2 separate regions of the Rattus norvegicus genome follow, and region 1 is linked to region 2. Evidence: chromatin contacts called from public Hi-C data. All regions are on one chromosome and are shown on one strand. Each heading gives the region's core, a stretch centred on a gene start, on an enhancer-like site or on the middle of the called end of the contact. The rest is flanking DNA. Distances are from core to core; before and after follow the strand shown.

Region 1 (7,081 bases), core at 5-2,504, 95 kb before region 2:
CTGCTGTGAACAGACACTATGACCAAGATAATACTTTTTTTTTTTTTAAGATTTATTTCTTTCATGTATGGGAGTATACTTCACTGTGTTCAGACACACCAGAAGAGGGCATCAGATCCCCATTACAGATGGTTGTGAGCCACCATGTAGTTGCTAAGAATTGAACTCAGGACTTCTGGAAGAGTAGTCAGTGCTCTTAACCACTGAGCCATCTCTCTAGCCCGATCAAGGCAATTCTTATAAGGACAACATTTAATTGGGGCTGGCTTACAGATTCAGAGGTTCAGTCCGGTATCATCAAGGGGGAAACATGGCGGCAGCATCCAGGCAGGGGTGGTGCAGGAGGAGCTGCAAGTTCTACATCTTCACCTGAAGGCTGCTAGCAGAATACTGATTTCCAGACAGCTAGGATGAGGGTCTTAAAGACCACACCCACAGTGACACATCTACTGAAACAGGGTCACACCTTCTAACAGTGCCACTCCCTGGGTCGAACATATACGAACCATCACAGTTACTGAGCCATCTGTCCTTGTCCCTCATTTTGATGCTTTTTGCTTATGTCGGTTGGTCCGAACTGTCTGTAGGCTCACAAGCAGCAGCGAGTGCAGCCTCTGCATGTGCATTCACTGTTTCCTGCTTACTAAGGCCTCCCACCACACTCAGTCTGTGTGGTTTTGTATATGTGTGTGGGGAGGCATCCTTTTTACCTTCTTTTCTGGTACTTTACAGAGATGACTGGGACTGAGGGGGCTAATTCAGGTGCTAATTCACATAGGGTACTAGGGACTAGTCCTAGGGTCTCATGCATGCCTGACAAGTGTGCTTAGCCTTGCACGATGATTTGGATGACAGCCTTTTCTACTTACTATGACCAACTTTTTCCTACTTACTATGTCTTGTTCCTGCTTTTGCGTGTTCTCCTCTTTGCACTTACCTGTGTCCAAATTCCCTCTTGTTACATGGACCTCAGTCTTACTGATTTAGACTACACGTCTACAACATCATTTATCCTATTTCTGTAAAAACTCTAGATCCGACTACAGTCGCACTGAGGTATTGGGAGTAAAGATTTCACCATATAAATTTGGAGCTGAAGTTCAGCCCATAATACTCTTGGGAAATAGAGAATATGAGCCAGCATTGGTTTTATTAAAAGGAAAAGAAGCCACATTGACAGTGTAGAGATCAGTTAGGAACAGACTCAGCCCTACTAAAGCAGGGGCATAGTCTAAAATTGGGTTGTTTGGCTGCCCTCCCAGTGTTGGACATAGCACATAGAGATGGCCTGATTAAGTTGTACACAGTTTTATTGGCCTCCCTTGGCCTTTGAACCTTTCTAAGCCTGAATTTATTCACAGCCTATCTGTGGTGGTTTTAATGAAAATGGCCCCCATAGGCTCATAGGGAGTGTTGGTGTTTAAAAGGCTTAAGGTGCCAAGCCAGACAAAGGCCTTAGGAGGAAGCCAGTCTGCCCACAACTTGATAATCGCATCTGGCCTCTTAGTGGTGAGAAATCTATTTCTTTGAAGTCACCCAACTGAAATGACAGCCTTCGCTAAGGCCGCTTGGCAACTACCCTTGGTGGGAGGCCTGTATCTAATTCACATTCTTTACACCTGAAGCGTTCAGAAAGCTGAGACAGGCTTCGATTCCGAGGCGACCAGAGTACACTTCCAAAGCTTGGTGGTGTATGGCACATTTGGTATTCTCTGAGAGCAACTGTGGAGAAGGCCTAGGAAGGAGGTGCCTGCTGGAGCCCCGTGGCTGGCCTTCTGGTGAGCCAGCTGACAGGTCACTGTGGATGTCAGATGCTTTGTCTCCGTCACAATGACTTCATCTTCTCTGCCATCGTCTTCAGGTTTGAGTCCACAGCTTCTGTGATGTTAGCATTGCTGCCTGCCTGCCTGCCGCACAAACAGAGCTGCCTCTGTCTTCCCTACAGTTTCTAATCAGGATACACCCTCCTTCCCTCCCAAGTGCCTTCCTGGGTGCTGGGGTGTGAATCAGGGCAGTCTTATTTCTATTCCAGAAACTTTGGTTCTTCTTTGGAGTGTGCAAACACTGTCTCACTCTGCCTGTTTGTACTGTACCCTCTCCCCTCAACCTACTGCTGTCTTTGACTCTGTGCTTCAGCTTGCATTTTAATTCTCTGTTCCCGAAGCTTTGACCTCTGGGGCCTTTGTGATCTTAGAGGGAAGGTCTTTCCCGGGGCCAGTGCTTCAAAAGAACCCCACACCTCCCCTCAACTCCAGCTCGTCTTTAATATGCAGACCAACTATCCAGGAATTTATGCCATTTTCTACCTGTCCTACCCACCCAGGGCTGAGTAGTAGACAGTCAGGAATCATCCCCATCAGTCAGAACTGACTGCAAAGATTCAAAGTAGCCAGTTCACAGCCTTTCCCTGTTGCCTGGACTTCCTACAGATGCTCAGATTTGCTCTGCCTGACAATGTTGTTGCAGTGCATGCTGTAGACATGGGAGGCTCCTCAGTCAGGTGGTGCTGCCACCTCATGGTCTCTGTAAGGCCCACTCCTAACTTGGACTTCTCTGAACCATGGTCTGACCCAGGTTTCTTGGCTTCTAAGCACCTGCCTTGCAGCAAGTCTCAAAGAGGTACACCATCGCTGCCACTCTAGGGCCTTGTCTGAGTTGGGAGACCCAGTGAGCCACTGTAAGGAGCCTGCCAGGAAGTTCAGAAAGGCAGGGTCTGTCTTTGATGTGTCCCATCCCTCTCTGTGCCTCTTCCCTTGCTGCTGTCTTGTCCCTGAAGCTCCTCTTCCTCACATTGTATGCCCGAGCTGTCCCTTTTCTGGTTCTATCTTGTCCTTGCTGTGCTTTTCACCACTAAGCAGGCAATATTAAGGCTAAATGTTTCTGTCCCCAATACATCCACTGTGGTTTCCTCCGCAGGGAAGTGTCTGTTGAGACAGTGCAGAATGAATAGCAGGGAGGAAGCTGGCCCAAGGTCATCAGAGTAGGAGAGCTGACCCTGCCCTCACCTGCTGCAACACTTTGGAGAGCGGGTTCTACACCTTGACTGGGCAGCACAGTGGAGTTGGCCCTGGACATGGGGGTTACGGGTGAGCCAGCCTGAGGGTGTGAGCACAGGAGAGCTGGTTCTGCCTCTTGTCTGCTCTATGGTAGTGCAGGAGAGATGCTCTCCTTCCCTTCCTCATCACTCAACACCTATGGCAAGCAGGAGAACAAGCCTATACCTCACCTGCACAGCAGGGTAGAGCTGGCCCTGGTTGTCGGGGAGGGGGAAGTGAGGAGGGTAGGCTTGAGGTCAGGAGAGCAGGAGAGTCAATGGGCTGAGGAGTTCAGATTTCTCTAAGGCCCAGATCCAGAGCTTTGCATTGGCCACTCCAACGTCTACCCCATTGAAGAACTGCTGGGGTACATGAAGGGACCAGGCCTATAGATCCCAAACTATAGGATCTCCATGACACAGAGCAACAATAGGATATCCAAGAGAAGTCCCAGTGAGTTCCAGTATTGATAAGAGGAGCAGAAGCCAGAGGCCCCACCCCAGACTAAGGAGTCATTGCAATGAACACGTGTAAGCAAAGAAGTGTGAACAAAAGAGTGTACTGTGGGACACACTATGGCAGACTACAGCTTCCACAATAAGATACTTTTCTCTGTTTTAGGGGAGGCTACAAGGGTGGAGGGCAGGTATGAGTGGAGGGAGAGATGAGTGGGATGGAGGTGCATGATGTGAAATTGACAAAGAACAAATGGAAAGTTACAAAAAAAAATCTGAAATTGAAAATCCAAATGACTCCAGAAGCTAAGGGATAAGACTAAAAGTAAATAGAACTCAGCTATCCTTGTTTTCTGATGTGGCGTCTCCTCTGGCGCACATAAGCTCTGTAGAGTTTGACAATCTAGATGATTCCAATTGTCTTTCCAGTATCCTAGAGATGAATGCCATGGGGACTGCCACTGTCATTTCCACACTCAGGGAAGGGCAGTGATGCTGTGGCCATCCTAGTAACATGCCTCTCTGAAGCACCTAACAGATTTCCGAGAGCACAGGACACAGGCTCGGTGGAGTTCCTGAGCAGTTAAAGGCCCCCCAGGCCTGATTACTGGAGTTACATCTCTGGAACCAAGAAAAGTTGGAAGAAGACAACAAAGTTGTCGACGTGCAAGCATGGCCCTTGTTCCCTCACACATCACACATACTCTCGTGTGCAAACACACGCACATCACATGCGCACACACACACATACACACATATGCACACATGCATCACACGTCAAACACATTTATACATTCACATGTATATGTACACACACACACACACACACACACACACAAAGCACAGGGAACTAAATTGGAAAACTTTCTATATAATGGTCTAGAGCTTGCTGAAGAAAAAAAGTGTTATTAGTTTTAATATAGTCTCCCTCATAAAATGGACCAAAAATATTATCAAAACATTTAATTTTAAAGGCTATAATCCCTACAAAGTGTGTTTTAAAAGTATATTGGTGAGCTTAACTCTTACATGACATTTTATTAACTTTGAGGCTGAGTCTTGGTGTATGACTGTGGTGGTTTGAAAACAATGGCCCCAAAGGGAATGTCATTATTAGGAAGTGTGGTCATGTTGGAGGAGGTGTGGTCTTGTTGGAAGAAGAGTGTCACCAGGAGTGTGCTTTGAGGTTTTAGAAGCTAGTCTTAGGCCTAGTAGCTTACTCTTCCTTCCTGCTGCCTGCGATGTAGAATTCTCAGCTATGGTGCAAACACAACTGCCCGCCATGTTTCCAGGAATAAGACCCTAATTAAAAGAGTAGCCAAGGCTAGCCTCAAAACATGGCTTGTATGACATATTGTATACACAAAAAATTACTTAAGGAAACGTGTCGTATCTATGTGGACTTTATTGGATCCTTTTGAAATGTAAATCCATGGCAATCAGAACATCCAACTGAATCAGGGCTCATCTGCTACCAAAATTCTTCAGGATTTGATTTTATAAGGTAGATGCTCTTAGTGGCCTTGAGGTTGAAATTAAGTGCTCTCATTTTATCTCACAAGGAAACAAGGAAAACAAACAAACAAACAAACAAGCCCCAGTTTAGTCCTTCAGTGTTGAATGCACTGGATCGCTCAGTCATGAAATTAGATCTTTTAAGAATTTCAGGGCTGTTGTGTGAAATGGAGAAAACTTTGATAAAGTGCCAAAGTTAAAAAAAAAGCCTGGGGTAAATGGCAGGTGTACTCAGAGTCAACATTTCCCTTAGCAAAAGTAGCAAGACTTGCCAGCTCCTAATCTAAAAGGTTTAAGTAGGAAAATGTGGAGTTGCCCTCCCACTGGGAGGAGGGGAAGAAGGAAGGGAGCCTCCAGGAGGTGGGGTTTAGCTGCTGGCTTTGCTGGTGGTAAAACCAGGAGAGCCGGAGCCAGCAGTCGGAAGAGCATTTCATTTCATTCAACATCTTAGCCCTGTGGTTCTGCTGATTAGAAAGGGGGCGAGGATGGAAATGAGTTTAGAACTCTCTCTCTCTCTCTCTCTCTCTCTCTCTCTCTCTCTCTCTCTCTCTCTCTGTGTGTGTGTGTGTGTGTGTGTGTAGGTGTGTGTGTGTGTGTGTGAGAGAGAGAGAGAGAGAGAGAGAGAGAGAGAGAGAGAGGTGGGGGAAGGGGGAAGGGTTGGGGAGGGAGGAGGAAGGGAGGGGGAGAGAGAGATATGTGTGTATGATAGGTAATTTGTGTGTATGTGTAGATGATGTGCAGGTGATGTGTATATATGTGTGTGTGAGATATGTGTGTGTATGATATGTGTGTGATGTATTATGACACACACACACATCACACACACACTTATGGATGTGTGTGTGCATTTGAGTGGTCAGAGACTTGGGTTTTGGTCTTTTCACCTTCATCTTTTTGGGGTCTCTTGCTTGTTGCTGCATATGCCTGGCTAACTGGACCTCAAGCTTCTGGGGACTGTCCTGTATCTGACTCCCACTCCAGTAGGAACACTGAAACTGCACAAAGTACCTTTTGTTTTACACAAGTTCTGGGGGTGCAAATGAAGATCCTTAGACTTAGCAAGCATTTTACACACTGAGCCGTCCCCCCCCCCCCCCCCCCCAGCAAACCTGCTATCTCCTGATGAAGCAAGCATGAGGAAGAAAGGATCAAATACTCGATAGGAGAGAAATGGAAATGGAAAAAAGAAGCTGGATCGGGAGAAGTAAGAGAAAATGAAAATGCATCCTGAGCCATGTTTTAGCGATTTCTTTAACTTTAAGGATTCTTCACTCTTCCTTCCCATGAAGTAGACAATGCAGGGGAGTCCGAAATGAGTGTGTGGAGAGTGCGGGGTGGGAAGGGCCTCAGAAAACCGCTATTGTAAATCAGGTAACCAAAGACGCACATGCCATGTTTGTAAACAGGGCACTTGGGAATGAAGGGCTTTAGAATACTTTGAAAGGATACTATTTTAAAAAAATCAGGGAAAACACACATTAAAGTTGGACAAACACGAGACGTTCAATCCCTTCCCCTAGGCACCCAGAGCTTCAAATAAACACACAGATTACAACAGTAAAGGTGCCTGCAAAGCCTGTTCCTTGGGCATCCAGGCATCAACTCCTCAGCCCTCCAACCGGAAACACCCCAGCGTCCAACCGGAAACACGCCAGCGTTGGAGGCGCAGACTCCACAAGCTCCTGCAATGTGACTGCACAGAATGACTCCCTGCCCTTTCCCCACCAACCGGCTCTTACTTATGCACGGACAGGAGTTGGAATCTGATACACGAGACAAAGACCTCAAGATGTTATTGGGTGTATTAAAATAAAATCAAAAATAGAAATATTAGGTATGTACACAGTAACACCAGTGAAAGGGACAGACACAGCAGTTTCTAATGGGAGTTTACAGGGGAAAAACCCAGGTAACGAAACTGCTCTGGTCACCAGAGGCTTCTCCATGATTGCCTGCTTCCTACCTTCACGTGTAAATAGTCTCCCACACAATTTAGAAAAGATTACTGAGTCACAAAAATAGCCCCCAACATGGCATTTTAACTTCCTTAGAGTACGACTATACTATATGATTTAT
Region 2 (6,661 bases), core at 1,523-4,022:
TCTTTACATACCAAGCCATCTCACTGGCCACCTATTTCTTTGTTAAACAATTTTCACATAATGACCGACCCTAGTTCAACCATGTAAAGAACTCACAAAGATCAAGAAAGATCAGCTCTGAGATGGGGAATCTTGTCAACATTCAAGAGCCACATTCACAGTGTGGCTTAGCTATCTCAGTCCTTGATGAGATAGGTACCCTATCTGACATGTAAAAGAAACAAAACGACAGGAAAAACTATAGAGTGATGGAGCTACCAGGGAACTACTTCATGGCTGCCTACTGTGTACATTTCCTCACTCGTGGGCTGCTATGCAGAGTGTAAGCATGCCAAGCCAAGAGCTGCTAGAATCAAGACAAGAGAGCAGGCCTCCTGCTCCGTGACAATTCAGCCCTGAGTAGGACATCCCCAGAGTGACAGAAGCTTTGTGCTTTCCCATTTTGTGCACAAAATGGCCCTAGCAATACCGTCTGTGAGAGTGAGCCTGTCTCACAAAGTGCGCCTCCATCCCACCCAAAACCCAAGGTGTCGTTAGAGGGCAGAGACAACTAGGAAGAACTACAGTGTAGGGGACATTGCCTCACCCTGACCTGAACCTATAAACTAAAATCAAAGCAATAGAGGACCTGGTGGATTTTACTTCAGGTTTCCTGTAGGATGGTTGCTATAATAATGATCCCATATGGCGTTACCATTCTCTGCCCTATTCGGGAGGGGAAGGGGATTAGAATTTATTCACTTCCATTGTGGCTTCATATCTGAACTCAAAGAATAACAGCAAAAGAAACCTGAGCAACAAAGAGCTTGGCAGAAGCATCTTACTAACCATCACTGGTTTCACTGGTCTCCTCCTCCTCCTCCTCTGTCTCCTCCTCCTCCTCCTCCTCCTCTTCCTCCTCCTCCTCCTCTGTCTCCTCCTCCTCCTCCTCCTCTTCCTCCTCCTCCTCTGTCTCCTCCTCCTCTGTCTCCTCCTCCGTCTTCTCCTCCTCTTCCTCCTCTGTCTCCTCTGTCTCCTTCCTTTTCCTCCTCATCTTCTTCATTTCTTCCTCTTCCTTCTTCCTATTCCTCTTCTCCTCCTCCTCCTCTTCCTCCTCCTTTTCTCCTTCTCCTCCTTTTGCTCCTCCTCTTCCTTCTCTTTCTCTTCTTTTCCTCTTCCTCCTCTTCCTCCTCTTCAGTACTTTTTCTTGGGCAATGGTGCGGGATCCCTCTCTGTATGTAGCAAACTACAAAGCTAGCAGTATAAGGCTTGGCACTGGTGGGGTTAACCATGTGGCTCTTGCTGCCTATGGGGTTGGAGATAGAACTGCAGGGTCTCCTATTTGTAGCTTAAATGCTAATTTGGTAGGGGGAGGCCTGCAAGAACTCAGGCTATTGGGGCTGAAGAGATGGGTCAGTGGTTCCCAGCCCCTGAGATACTGGACAGACACGGCTGCAGGTAACTCCAGCTCCAGGGCATCTGATGCCCAGGGACAAGTACCAAGTACACGACCTGACACATCAATCTTTTTCTGTATCCAAGTCAGTGGTCAAAACATTCATACTTATACTGACTTCATTGAGACGAGAAATTAAGCTTTTGCTAAACAAATCATCTGATACCCTAGCAATGAAAGAAAGTGGGAAAATCTAAATATATTGCTCTTTTCTAAAGCAAACTTGTGGCCTTAGTCATTGTTTAACTGTTATCCTTGTCAGAGAGTGACCACTGGTACACGGAGAGATCGGCTACCCAACATCAGTAGTTCCATATATGAGCTGTTTGAGTGTATGCAGCAGTCATGAAATTCACTTCATTTCTTGGGAATAAACTGGTTTTTCTCAGATATCCTATACAGGTTGCACAGATGCCACCAAGAAACCAGGAGGAGGATAAACTATTCAGTTATAAAACCACATAATCTTCCTTTTGCTGATAGCAATCTGTTAAATTAAAATCTAACAACCTCTCAATGTTTAAGATTTTGTAGTACCATTTCCAAATTCCAGTATCAAAGAGCATCTGTCAGGTAGGAAGAAAAAGACAAGCAGAAAACCAGCCAGCCAAGGAGAAAGGTGAAACACACCAAGAAATATTTGTTCCCAATTAATGGTGACAACTGTAATAGGATAGGAACTAAGTTTTTGCTGAAGTCAACATGGGTCACATTGACTAATCACGATGTAGACTCTACTCAACGTTTCAAATTCCTTTTTAATTTCATTGAATTTATTTCTGCGTTTATTTAAATTGTGACCACAATAAGCTGGCACATATTGGCAGAAGCAGAACCATCTTGTGGTGCTGCCCTGCCTGGTTGGAGTGTCTGGGCCTTTGCCTTCCCAAGTCAGCATCTGAACCTCCCATTCTTGTAGCTACACTAAGTCTGAGGGCAGATTCCTGGGTTCAGGTTCCAGCCCCACCTCATTGAGCAACACCACAGTGACACTTTAACCTTATCTGTACACTAGACTAACTTCGCCTATTTCATAAAGGCTCCATGGCCAAATGACTCAAAGCTTGGCTAGTGTTTAGAATAAGAAATGCACACAGGGCATGCTCCAAAAATATTCCCTACCTCCTATTTATTGTGAGTTTTTCAAAAGTCAACTGATAGACGAAAGTCAAGGGCATTGCCTCCTACGTGTGGAAGCACAACGTTTGAGATTGCTGACCCATGTCCCATTTACTTCGTAAGTATCTGTGCATCCCAGCGCCCTCGTCTGTAACACGCTCGAGTAAAACACCTTCTAAGAAACTAGGCATCTAATAGAGTGTGCTCATCTAATAGCTGACTGCTGCTTCACTAGACTTTTGAGTAAAAGTTAATTATTGCTTTATAAGAAGGTAAAACAAACATTCACAATGTTGCGTCATTATAAAAATTTTCCAGCTGAAGAAGAGACTTGTTTTCCTGTCTGTGCCCAATGGATCAAGCCCTGGCTCCCTTCCTCTCTTGTTCCTTGAAGAGTAACCACTCATGGAAGGAGAGAGCTTCGCCTTGACTTTGCATGCATCTCTCCATCAGCTGAGGAGGCGGGAGGCACCCTCAGCGGGGTTCAGGTCCCCTGGGAAGGATGCGAGGAACTAAGAGCCAGGAAGTTTCTTCCACTTCCTAGAGAGACTAAACAACGCAGGGAAACAAATCACCCTGGTGTGAGTGTCTCCCTTGTCCGTCTTCCGTTTGTCCAAACATTCTCTCCCTTTAGCAAACATTTCAAAATACAATGGTGGTTCAAGTCAAAGCATGCATCTGGGTGCAGATCACTACGGTCCTTGCAAAGGGCTTTATTTTGTGCAAATGAGGAAGATGTGAGACATAGGGAGTGGGGAAGAGGATCAGGAGGTCAAGGCTAGCCTGGCCTTATAGGGTAAGAGCCTGCACTTAAAGAAATGAAGGAAGGAAGGAAGGGAGGAAGGAAGGAAGGAAGGAAGGAAGGAAGGAAGGAAGGAAGAAAGAGATAGAAGAAAGAAATTTTGCGATGATGAGGGTTAGACCAGTTATATAAATTATAGTGTTTGCCTAGCGTGCATGAGGACCTAGGTTCAAGTCCCAGTATTAAAAAATAAATAACACTCAAGCACAGTGGCATGTGCATACGGTTCCAGCTACTTCAAGGAATTTGAGAGAGGCCCAGGCAACATAGCAAGACCTTGGCTCAAAAAAAAAAAAAAAATTAGTGCCAGACTATACAGAAAAAAGCCCAGTCCAAAACTTCTGTGGTCTAAATAATTACTAGTTTCTAGTTTCAACAAAAAACAAAAGTGAATGTTTATCTAGCCTCTCTTATGCTTGGACATATCCACAGAAAAACTTCAAAATGAACTTCTATCATTAATTACCAAATCTCTTGTGGCTACAGAAGATGTGGGACAGTGGCTTGCCTAATGCTATGTCTCCGATAGTGAGGATTTGTGCCTCCGACTGTGGAACCGGGTCCTGAGATGGGTGTGTACCTATCTAGTAGACCTCCCTGGTGCTGCCTGTGGAGAAGAAAAGGGCTTTGAAGACCCATCATGCAGTCCTCACTGTATCCTGTGAGAACCCCAAGAAACTGTGGACCAGTCTGTTACTTAGGTGGGGAACCCAAAGCTCACCAATACCTTCCCTAAAGGAAACCTGGGAGGGACATCGGTGCCATCATCTTCACTGCAGGAGTGTACAATAGAATGTGGCAAAAGAAGGTGATCATAGCATAGCCTTCAGAGTTAAGTTTGCGACAGAGGGCATTGCTCCAAAGTAGAGAATGAACCCTGGGTTCCATGTCCAACATCACATAAGAACTGAAAACTTGGTTTCTCCTGCAAGGCTCCCTCCTAGTGGTATTTGTTCTGAGGTAGGCCGCACAGCCATCTTAAAGGATGAGGGCGATCAAGAGACAAGAGACTTAATTGGCTTAATGGAGGACATGGTAAGAGTTTTCCCCATGCTCCCAACAAGGTTTCCAGAAACTGCAATATAAATCGGACCCCCAAAGTCTGCAAAGTTAAGTGAGTTACAATAGAAATAGTTCAATTTGAAAAACACCAGACCCTGTGAACAAATCATTGAAAGCATTTGCCTGGAGTTTTCCAGGCTCAAGGGATCTTTAAGTCTTGACCTACAGGTAAGACAAGAGCCATCACACCTGGCTTATATAAAACAATGTAAAAGTTGACTGAAGGAACAAAGCCAGGAAAAATATTGCTATTTCTTAGCATCAAGTCTATATTCTTCTTTTGTTATTCTTTTCAAAAGTAAAATAACTATTTGCTGATTACGATGGTCAACAAGTTGACAGATTTTAAGAATCACCCAGGTAACACACCCCAGGGAGGGAGTTACCAGAGGCTTGATTGAGGAGAGAAGACCTTCTCTGTCTGTGAGAAGGTCTCTCCATGTGCTGCAGTGCTGAACTGAATGAAAAGGGGAAGTGGAGGAAAGCATTCATCCATCACAACCAGAGTTCCCTCACTCCCTCACTCCCTCCCAGCCACACCCTTCCCCTCACAGTGGGCAGGCTAACTGTGGGGCAAGTTAAACCATCTCTTCCTTAAGTTGTGCCCCTGAGTATTTTATCATGGCAATAAGAGCAGTAATGAACACATCGACGATAAAAAGCTATTTTGGGCAGCTGGAGAGATGTTTCAATGGGTAAAAGCACTTACTGTTCTTGCAAGGGACCCCAGCATTTCCTAACCCATGTCAGGCAGCTCACTAGCAGCCCAAACTCCCTAAACTCAAGACACATACACACATAATTAAAGATAAAACTTTTTTAAAGGTTGTTTTAAAGGTTTAGAGTACTGTATGCCTTTTCAGTAAACTGAGTATTTTGGAGTGTTAGGAAGCCATGGGTTTTCCATTTAAATCAAGGAATATCAGAGTTGAAGAATAATGGAGAATAAACGAGAAGGAAATACAAGCCAAATGTGTCCAGCTACCAGGATCTTTACAGTCAAGTTCCCAGGAACCACCTCATAGGAAGCCTGATGCCTATTTACATGGAGAAAAGAACTTGGGCTTTCTCTGTAGTTTCATGACATTTTAAGAAGCATGAACAGGGTAATGAATGTTTCTAATAAAAAAAAAAAGTGGAAACCTGAAGTACTCCAAAATCTGAAATATTCACACACCAATAAAAGCCACAAGAAGAAAAAGCCCCGATCTCATGTGATTGCTTGCAGTCAAAACACAGGCCCACCGAGCCTCCAGGGTATATAAGGCACACATCAAACATAATGGGTTTCATGTGCAGGCTTAGAACCCATAGCTAAGGTATTTCATAGGTATCACATATATTTCAAAGACTGAAAAACAAATTCCAGAGCACTCTGGTCCTAAATGGTTACTCAGATGAACACCTAAACTGTTCTTTACTTGTAGCCGAGAGGCTAAGACACAGTAGAGGGGCTAGTCAGATGGCTCAGCTGTTAGATGCACTGGCTGCTTTTCCATAAGACACAATGTTCAATTCCTAGCACACACATGGTGCTAACTCCACAATCAGGGAATATAGTGTGCTATTCTGGTCTCCTTCGTCACCAGGCACATAAGCAGTGCACAGACATGTATGCAGCCAAAATGACAGTACACAGAAAATAAATAGGCTTAAAAGAAATAATAGAAAAACATTACTTTCCTGCATATAAAATCTGATTTTTTTCATAACATCAAAAAGAATCAAATGAAGCAAAGGGCTTTTTGTTTTTTGTTTTTATTTATTATTTTTTGGTTGGTTGGTTTAATTTTATCTTTTTGAGACAGGGTTTCTCTGTGGAGCCCTGGCTTCTCTGAAACTAGCTCTGTAAACCAGGGTAACCTTAAACTCAGATCTGAGTGTACCACCATGGCTGGCTCAAATACACTTTTAAAAAATACACTTTTTATTTACCTTTCAAATATTATTCCCTTTGCCAGTTTCCTGTCTATAAGCCCCCTCTTCCGTCCCCCTTCCCCACTTCTATAAATGTGTTCCCCCGCCCCAACGACCCCCCTTCCTGCCTCCCCACCCTGACATTTCTCTACTGTGAGGGGCCTAGCATTGAAAGGACCAAGGGCTTCTCCTTCTATTGGTGTCCAACAAGGCCATCCTCTGCTACATATGCAGTTGGCCATCCTCTGCTACATATGCAGTTGGAGCCATGGGTCTGTCCTCTTTGGGTAGTGGTTTAGTCCCTGGGAGCTTTGATTGGTTGATAT

What was found. Hi-C and Micro-C count contacts between places; a contact is called where the count stands out from the background.
Region 1: a Hi-C map of liver shows a contact between it and region 2, with 3 times the contacts expected there. The contact joins two enhancer-like sites. A contact is called at or near these places in 2 of 12 Hi-C or Micro-C datasets (the Rat2 cell line and liver).

The regions. Positions count from the first base shown.
Region 1 is chr5:21,552,259-21,559,339 of GRCr8, reverse strand. It overlaps Lyn (LYN proto-oncogene, Src family tyrosine kinase), which reads right to left. Exons shown (of 13, transcript NM_030857.2): 13 at 6,243-7,081. Among named protein-coding and RNA genes, the nearest start is that of Snord54, 62 kb to the left of the region's middle. Within about 2 kb of position 1,254, at least 3 of the 93 cell types and tissues checked have an H3K27ac peak or open chromatin away from gene starts, as enhancers often do. A contact at or near this core is called in liver, where this site is marked.
Region 2 is chr5:21,458,787-21,465,447 of GRCr8, reverse strand. All of the region lies in intron 1 of Lyn (LYN proto-oncogene, Src family tyrosine kinase), which reads right to left. Among named protein-coding and RNA genes, the nearest start is that of Lyn, 25 kb to the right of the region's middle. Within about 2 kb of position 2,772, at least 2 of the 93 cell types and tissues checked have an H3K27ac peak or open chromatin away from gene starts, as enhancers often do. A contact at or near this core is called in liver, where this site is marked.